Regions from separate parts of the Mus musculus genome. Here region 1 is linked to region 2. Evidence: chromatin contacts called from public promoter capture Hi-C data. All regions are on one chromosome and are shown on one strand. Each heading gives the region's core, a stretch centred on a gene start, on an enhancer-like site or on the middle of the called end of the contact. The rest is flanking DNA. Distances are from core to core; before and after follow the strand shown. Region 1 holds the start of Arfgef1 (ADP-ribosylation factor guanine nucleotide-exchange factor 1(brefeldin A-inhibited)). Region 2 holds the start of Pcmtd1 (protein-L-isoaspartate (D-aspartate) O-methyltransferase domain containing 1).

What was found. Promoter capture Hi-C pulls out the DNA fragments that hold promoters and counts their contacts.
Region 1: a promoter capture Hi-C map of pre-B cells shows a contact between it and region 2. The contact joins the promoter of Arfgef1 here to the promoter of Pcmtd1 in region 2. A contact is called at or near these places in 3 of 39 promoter capture datasets (the HPC-7 cell line, cranial neural crest and pre-B cells).

The regions. Positions count from the first base shown.
Region 1 is chr1:10,231,206-10,235,841 of GRCm38.p6, reverse strand. It overlaps Arfgef1 (ADP-ribosylation factor guanine nucleotide-exchange factor 1(brefeldin A-inhibited)), which reads left to right and starts at 3,172. Exons shown (of 38, transcript NM_001102430.1): 1 at 3,172-3,471. The coding sequence starts at 3,348.
Region 2 is chr1:7,086,956-7,091,311 of GRCm38.p6, reverse strand. Pcmtd1 (protein-L-isoaspartate (D-aspartate) O-methyltransferase domain containing 1) reads right to left here and starts at 2,392. Exons shown (of 6, transcript NM_183028.3): 1 at 2,096-2,392.

The DNA of each region.
Region 1 (4,636 bases), core at 1,923-4,422, 3.1 Mb before region 2:
ATGCCCATGTACATACTCCCGGTTTCGTGTATATTTACTCAAGTTTAGTGTCCTCTGAGTACCTGTCAATAAAAGACCAAAAAGAGCATTTCCCTTTCTCGTCCAAGAATACCAGCCTTGTTCTAGAATCTAATTCCATTTTTGCTTCCAGTGAATTTACATCTAAGTTCTAAGCAGGCAGATGTGCTCCCCTCCTGAGAGCATTCCCAGTCTACTCCTGCCTCTTGGTTGAAGTTGCAAGCTTAACAAGGGAGGAACTGGAATTATGTTTTCAGAAGTGCTTTTTCCAAAAGTTGAAAGTCGCATACCTCAGTCTTAAATCTACTCTCACTCCAGTCTAATTTATCCCTACAAATGTTATTTCTGGTCCTCACTCAAAACTCAGCATTTGATCTTTGATGCCAATTTTCTGAGTCCTATCCAATCCACCTTTCCCCCTTTAAAATCCTCTAGAATTTTTATAAATTAGACAAAGTCCCTAACCTGAGCAGATGACTAAGGCTTGATCCCAAGACTTTACGTGGTGGCCATGGGTTACCGCACACGGGTCATCCTGCACTGCTGAGGCTGTTTACTGTTCTGTCTACATCCTTGCTGGGCCCCTCCACTCACCAGACCACAAAGATAGTATTTATAATTTTTATTGTTTTTGGTAATTTCATGTATGTATACATGAATCCATTTTAAAATCACCAATTTTATCACATCATTCCCTACAGACTTAGTTTATCTAACTTCTCCTTCCTTCAGTTTCCAGTTTAATTGACACTTTTTCTGGCTAGTTATCCCTGCAGTGAAGATCTGCAGTAGACTGCCTGCTGGCACTTCCTTTAATCATACTTCACACTTTGCAATTACCTATTCACTAGTTGTCAACATATCTCTACATACTATAAGCTCTACAAGGGAAGATATCATGGCTACCTTTGTCTGATGTCTTTCATCTACCCAAGTTTCTATTTGACAAGTGTATTTTAAGAATTCCCTATGCCACAACACAGTAGATGGTGGACACAGGACAAAATGGATGAGGTCCTTGCTCCTACGAGAGAAGTAGGCAACCAATAAACAAGCAAGATGACAAAATGACTATAGATTGCAATTAAATACACTGAGCTCTTCAAGGGCAAGGATTTCTCGGTTGCTCATATTTGACATCCATGCTTAGTATAAAAACAACAAACATAACTGACAAGTTTTACTTGCCTCATGTAAAATACAAAACAGTTATTCATGATGATGGGTTGTTCTGCTTTAAGAGTAATTCAGAGGCTCAAACTCTTTTGAATTTGTTGTTTTGCTATCTTTACTATACGGCCAAAGCTGTATCCTAACAGGAAAAGGGAGTAGCAGGTAGTTTCTGAAAATTTTTGTTTAATGAGTTAACCTATTGGCTACGTCTAGCTGCAAGGGAGGCTAGAGAATGTTAATGCGGCTAAAAACAGAGACAGGGTTTCTCTGTATAGCCCTGGCTGTCCTGGAACTCACTTTGTAGACCAGGCTGGCCTCGAACTCAGAAATCCACCTGCCTCTGCCTCCCGAGTGCTGGGATTAAAGTCGTTCTCTACGACGCCTGGCTCAGATAGTACTTTCAATGAAACCTGGTTTAACCCTAGCATTAGGAAGCAAAGACAAATTAGAAATGGAGTATGTTTCCCTGATGTATAACAGAATGTACATTATATTTGATGTAGGAGCAAAATGAATCTCTAATTTCGAAGATTTTAGTGTTTAAGATGAAGGTAATGGATTTGTAGATTTCTCAGGACAACCACATTTTGATGTATCTGTCCATTTTAATTGTATGTCACCTTCAGATTTCCCATTTTTATTTCCTTTGGCTTTTCATACGTCTCAAGTCTTGTCACTTTGCAGCGTTCACACCTTTGGATTCTGATTGCTGCATTAATATAAATCCACAGCTAACACACTCTAAGGAAAAGAAAGCAAAAGCTGTATCCTAACCGGGATCCCATGTTGCTGGAGACACGCAATAGCATGGAACCCCCTGTAAACCGGCTGCATTTATTTCATGGGATTCTTAACGTTTTCTCTCAGAAGCAATGCGGAAATTTGAGTTCTGTGGCATTAAAGCAGGCACAGTATGGTCAGGAGTATCTGTTCTTAAAGCTTTTCCATTCTGAAAACTCCGGATTAAAGGTAGAGAACGGGAGGGCTCTGTGCGGTACCTGAGTCAGAAGCACTCACCTTAACTTCAGTGTCAATCAGAAAAGGGCATGAAACCTAGGGTTTACTGATTTACCCTATTGAGAGATTTAAAAAGTGAAAATATTCCTGAATCTTCGCCCAGTGGTTTTTAGCTTACGTTTTGCAAAAGAGATCCATCTTGAAGTAATTGAAAGTATCGGTCAAGGATAGCAATTTCCTACACCTGAGAAGGAAATTTAGACCCCGTGTGGCAGGCGGAAACCAGGTGCGCCTGAGGGAGCGACGCGGGTGTTCCTGTGGCCCTAGGACCGCGAGGAACTTTGCTCCCCGGCGACCGGCTGTCCAGAAAGTTGGGGAAGCCCGTGCACGGTAGGCAGGGGTCCTGTCGTCCCGGCCTTGGGAGCGCCCCTGTGCTCCGATCACGCATCCCAGTAGCCCGCAAGAGCAGAAGCCCCGCGCCACGCCGTGCCGCGCAGCAGGACGCCCGCCACGCCCCACGCTGCCCTGCAGGCGAACGCGGGAGGCGGCGAGTCCCCGCCGGGCCGCCGTAGAGTTGCAGCTCCGGCCGCTCCTCCCGCGCCGCCCTCCGCCCCTTGCCTCTCGGCGCCGCGGCAGCTCTGGGCTGGCGCTGGCACCGCCGCCGCCGCCGCTTCCTCTCCGCAGCCGTTCGGCCGCTGCGTGACGCGTCGTTTCCTCTCAACATGGCGTCCGGGGCAGGTCGGCGGTGATGGAGGCCAGTCGGCGGCTGCGGCGGATGCTGGTCCCCACGGTAGCTAGGGCAGCCTCGCGCCTGCTGGCAGTGTGAGGCGCCGCCACCTAGGCCCTCGGCCCCGGGAAGACGGCCGCCCGGGCCGAGTGCCGCCGCCGCCGGGCCGTAGGGACGAGTGAGGCGGGCGGCCGGGAAGCGACCCCCGGGCCGACGGCGCCGAGGCCGGACGGGCGCGGCCCTCGAACGGCGGCCCCTCGAGCGTGGCGAGGCTTTCGACGCCCTTGGCGGCCCCGCGGCCGCTCCGCGTCGCCGGCCGCTTCCTGGTGCCGCCGCTGCCCTCCACGCCTCCTCGCCCCCACCGCCACCTCCTCGCCTTTCTCCCTCCCCGTCCTCATCCCGGTCCCCGTCCCCCTCCTCCGCCTTCCCTCCAGCCGCCGGGACCGCCGCCGCCGCCGCCTCCTCCGCGTCCATGTATGAGGGCAAGAAGACGAAGAACATGTTCCTGACCCGGGCCCTGGAGAAGATTCTGGCCGACAAGGAAGTGAAGAAGGCGCATCACTCCCAGCTGCGCAAAGCGTGCGAGGTGGCCCTAGGTGAGCCCGGAGGAGGCCGCGGCGCGGGGTGCCGGCCGCGAGAGGTGGGCGGCGTGGCGGGCGGCTCGTCCGGGGAGCCCTGCTGGCCGCCCGACTGGAGTTGACAGCAACTCGGCTGGACGCGGGGCACCGGCTGAGTGGAGGAGGATAGGCGGCCAGCCGGGGCCCCTGGAACTCGAGATGGTTACGGATCGCGAGGCACCTGGCTTCGAGTGGTCCACAGGACGGGATGGGGGGAGGGTTGTTGGTGGCCCCTGCGGTGCGGACAGAATGTCATCCTTTGTGATGGAGCAGAAGATGAGCTGTTGTTTATTAGCTTAGAAATTGAGGTGGGGCCGATCTGACGAGACTGAGCGTGGGGGAGGGTTCCGTATTGCAATTACAATAACTTTATGATTTGGCGTGGTACTTTGGGAAGAAAGGTTGAAGTTGTTCCCTCGTTGACAGTCTCGAGAAAGGGGGTTGCAAAAGGTGCCTCGAGTTTGCCATCTCTCTGCCCCAGCTACAGGAAAAAAGAGTAGTAATGTAACCTACTGGGCTGACCTGGAAGAACAAGACTAGAGGTTAAGGGGGTGGCGGTGGCCGTGTCTGTGTGGAAATGTGGAAGGAAAGAACCTTTAGATAAATTGACTTTAGGTAACACAGAAAGGGGTGTGTGTGAAATGAGAGAAAAGAGAAAGACAATGACACCCACCAGCCACATGTCTGGACAGTGGCAGCTGTTCTCAAGCTTCAGTTGTGATTTATAGTTCAGACAGAAGAGGTCTAGTGTAATGAAGCCACAGCAGGGCAAATCCCAAACAATACCTATAAAACCATTGTAGGCAGATAACGATTTGTTTGCGGTAGGTTTGGTAGGTCTAGTGCATCCATCAATAAGAGAATTGTTAAGGGAGAAGCCAGAACATTTAACACAGATAAATTTGTGATGCTTACCCTTTTGTTTATAGCCCTGGACCAGAGCAGCTCAACTTTGCAAGAAATGAAAATGGTTAAAAGTGATTTTTGAAAAACATTTTTGAAAGGGGACAAACTAACTTTATGCTAAAGTAAGGGGTCCAGATAGGTTAGAGACAATTTTGCATTTAAGTTTTGACTTAAGACTACCATTTAACTTACTCCAAATGTTACAGCCGCCCTTCCTCCTTTTTTTCTCAATACTTAG
Region 2 (4,356 bases), core at 1,143-3,642:
ACTTGATTTGTCTCTAGCTACTCACATTAACAAGTCCCCAAAAGACTTTTCATGATAAACTAAAAAGCAAGCTTTCCCATCAGGCAAAGGACTGTTTTTAGCAGGAATCACGGAGAGCCTCAGACATGCCAGGAGCTCCAACTCCAGCCATTGCTTTTAATTTCTGAACACACTTAGCACATTCCCAACTCTTCCCACTTCTATAACTGAAAGTTAGTCTGTTGAAAATATTTTTCTGGGCTGAAATATTTTCGTGTGCACCAATATGAGACATCCAATACAGAGTAAGAGATAATGAATGGCAGATACTTAACACCTACCTTGTTATCCTGAGCAAACAAGAACTGCTCAAATCTTTAACTATACATGGGTTTCTCCTCAAATGCATAATTTGATCACACTTTATTTGAACTCACTACTGGTCATAGTTCCTTAAACTACAGTTAGTCACACCTGCCAGAAAATGAAAGTATTATATACTATAAGGCACAAACCCCAGTAACACATTTTTAATTCCCATGCAATAAGCAAAGTTTAATTTTGTCTACTTTGTATTCTTTTCAATTTACAGTGTTTCAGCTATTTTAATATGAAACCACCAGAAACCTCATCGAAAACGACACCAGGATAGTTTCCTACACTTATTTTCGATATTTTTGATAAGGCAGTTTCCATTCAGGAGGACAAGGCAGGGCCATAAATGCAGTTCAGGTACTCAGCCCACCCAGAAAAGCAGAGCAGGCGCTTAGTCAGGCACTCCAGGCCTGAGCTGACTGACCACAGAAGCAGGAAGACACTACTTAGGCTTTTATTTAAAAACAAAAAAGTACCAGCATATTGTTGACAAAAACAACGAAAATACCATAGATCTCTTCAAGTCTTTTAAGTTCGATTCCTAAATAAATGTGCACAATTGTGTCTATGATTTTAAGGACAGGCCTGTTTGGAATAAGACGGTTGCCTATGATTACTTTAGTAGACTGTTTCCCTTGGAAGCTAGCAAGATTAGCACAATAATGCGTGCAGAACCACTTTTCTTCCACTTTCAGACTTCTCCCTAGGGTTCACCTTGCAAAATATTTAATCCGTGGTGGGTTTTTTTTTTTTCTTATTTGAGTACAAAATTTCTAAATGGTGACTTTCTACGAGTTTCATCAAAAGTAGCCTCCTAGAGTTTAAAGAATTAAATGCTGCTATCTAACCATATGGTATTTAAACTTTATGACATAAAGAAAAAGTAAACTTTGTGTAATCTTTAGGCAGTCATTCCCTCTCATGTAAACTCTGAGGTCTAAGCAAAGACTAGCAACCTGTTTCATATGAAAGTATCGCATGTGGCCTTAGATACTGTGAAAGTCAATATATTAAGTTGCAAAATACTGGCACGTAGGCCAGGCACAACAGCTCCTGTTTGATCCTAGCACTCGGGAGGTGGAGGCAGAAGCTAAGAGTTCAAGGTCAGCTTCCACAGCACAGGGGGCTCTATCTCAGCTTGAGCTATAGAACTGCGTCGCAAATCACAAAACATACAATAAGCTTTTAACTGACTCGCTACTGAAAGTGTGAAGCCCATGCTAAACAGTAACATTTAACAATAAAGTATGTTTTTAAAAAAAAGAGTGGAGAGTTCCGTATACTACTGGCCCAAAAATCTATATTCTATATAGGACTTTAATTTTCGTCTATAAACACACTCCTCACTTGCACCGACAAAATCCTGAAAGGCTGGATGCATACATACACTTGGGATCGGGTTACTCTGAGTAGTGGGAGCGTAAATATTGGGGTTGAGGTCCAGGACAGAAAGAGGGCAGGAGTCTTGTGTCTTCATTGTTTGGCAGCTTTTTTTTTTTTTCTTACAGAGCACGCAGTACTTTAGCTCCATTTCTAAGAGCATTCCTCCTCCTCCTTCTGTACCCAAATTCTTCAGATTTGTAAACGCACAGCTGTGGTTTCACGATTTTAAAAGAACACGCATAAAAGCAATAAGCTGTAAAACACCTTGGCTCTGCAAAACAGCTCGCCCTGTCTCTCTCCATCCGTTCTCCCGGCTGGTGTCTAAAATGCCAAAGCAGCGGACGCGGACCGCACTTACCGAAGGCGCAGAAGACGCTCACACAGCGGCAGCGCCCGCTCAGTCCCTGAAGCCCCGTCCCAGCCCCCGCGTCACGAGCCTGCGTAGGCGGGAGCCCTCCAGGCCAAAGCAGCGGCGGACCGGCGGCGGGCGGAGCGCCGCAGAGACAGCCGACTGGCCCGGCACAGCGTCCGCCAGCGCCGACGCGGGAGGGCGGAGCCCGACCCGCAACCCGGGACCCGGGCAGCTGGACTGCCCTAGTCGCCACCGCCTCCTGGGAGCTGCGCGTGCGCGGGGCGCCCTCCGAAGAAAGATGCCAATCAACGGGGCCTGGGAACACCCCCACCCTCAGCTGGGTTGGACTCCGCCCTCTCGCTGAACGCCCTGCCCCTTAACCAAACAACGCGAGGCTTGCCCAAGCGGCTGGCAGCTCCCGCGGATGCCGCGAGAGCTGGGGCTCCTCCTATTCTGTCGCTGTTTTGTTTGTGTGCTGCGTAGCTCGGGAGCGCAGGGTCTGGTGACTCAGTCCGTCCCCAGCTCCGCCTCCGGTCGGCGTTTTGCCGACTGGATCTACGAGGCCACTTCATCTCCAGCCTCTCCGCGGGTCTCTGTATCGGGTGATGGGGAGGATGCCTGCAGACCCGGCGCGCACCCAATGACTGGCGGCGGTGCATGCGTCGCCCCCTGTGCAGGCGCAGCTGACGCCTTCTTGGTCCACGCCGAAGCCCCTGCCTGTGTCGGTGTCGGGAAGGAGTGCTTGTTGAGAAGTGGCGAGGGTCAGAAGCAAGGGGGAGCATCTACATCTGTAGTCCTCCGCAGTAAACATGTCGATTCCTACTTTGGGACTGTATTTTTTGTTTGTTTGTTTGTTTCCAGCACATAAAAAGACACTGCTTTCCCAATGCTGTAATTTGTAACCAAATGCACGTTCCAGATGTGGTGGCACTGGCTTGTAACCCCAGCACTTGGGATGCTCAAAGTCTGCCTGTACTACATACATATATCAAGTCCCTATCAGGAAAACAAAAGGTCTTGAGGCCTAGGTTGCTGTCACCTACAGTAACCTTGTGTAAAGTGTTTAAGAACAGAGTAGTAAAATGAGAGCTTCCAATCACTTGAAAACTGGAACAAAGTTAACTTATGCGATGGTCTGACTTTCAGCTCACCTTTATGTCTCAAGTACGAAGTTAGATTTGGTGGCCTTTTAGCCCTTAGACTGAGGCTGTGGGCCGGATTCCTTAGTCCTATCTTTGTGTCTCTCCTAGAACCAAAGCACCCCTGGACAGGATGGGATCACATAACAGTCTTTGGGGGTTCGGTTTCTGATACTCTAGGCAGAAATTTTAGCAGGTGAAAATATTTTATCGAGTGGATGTAACGGCTCAGGGTGGTAATCCCAAAAGCTCCGCAGGTGACAGCAGAGATCAGTAGTCCAAAGTTATCTGCAGATACTTCATTTGAGGTCAGCCTGGGTTATATGAGACTGTCTCAAAAAAAAAAAAAAAATATATATATATATATATACATCTTACCATAAACATAATAAATCACATGATAAATTAGGAAGGTTTGGGAGTTTTAACAGAATCTCCAGGCTGTCCTCAAATGTGAAATCCTCCGAGCCTCAGCCTTCTGAGAAATCACAGATGAGTTCCACTTCACCTGTTTTAAAATAACAGTGAGACACTAGAAAACATTTTGGTTTTCTTTTTCTTTCATTTCAGTCCCTATGGGAATTTTTTTTGTTTGTTTTGTTTTGGTTTGATTTTTTAAGACAGGGTTTCTCTGTATAGCCCTGGCTGTCTTGGAACTCACTTTGTAGACCAGGCTGGCCTCGAATTCAGAAATCTGCTTGCCTCTGCCTCCCAAGTGCTAGGATTAAAGGCGTGCACCACCACCGCCCGGCTGGGACTTTTTTTATGTAGGCCTTTTTTTCTATTGAATAAGAGCTAAACACAGCTTTATTTTTCTTCTCTTCACCTTCAAGGGCTGAGATTAGAGGTGTGCAAAAATGATGATGTTTAATAAGAGGGATGCTAAGTACTGTGTTTATAAAACAGGACCAGGGGTTTCTCTTCTACAGCAGCTAAACTGGAAAGAATCATGTAATAACTTCTGTGTATACACCTGGTACCTGCCACCTACCCATGTTTCTAATTATGCCCCACGTCTTGCCTTTGCACCTGTCATTTCTTATATATCCTCCCACAACTTCATAATCTGGGAAGGCTGGATACTGAGTACCAAACTGCTTCCAAATTTTAATGCTGTGCTACACCGAT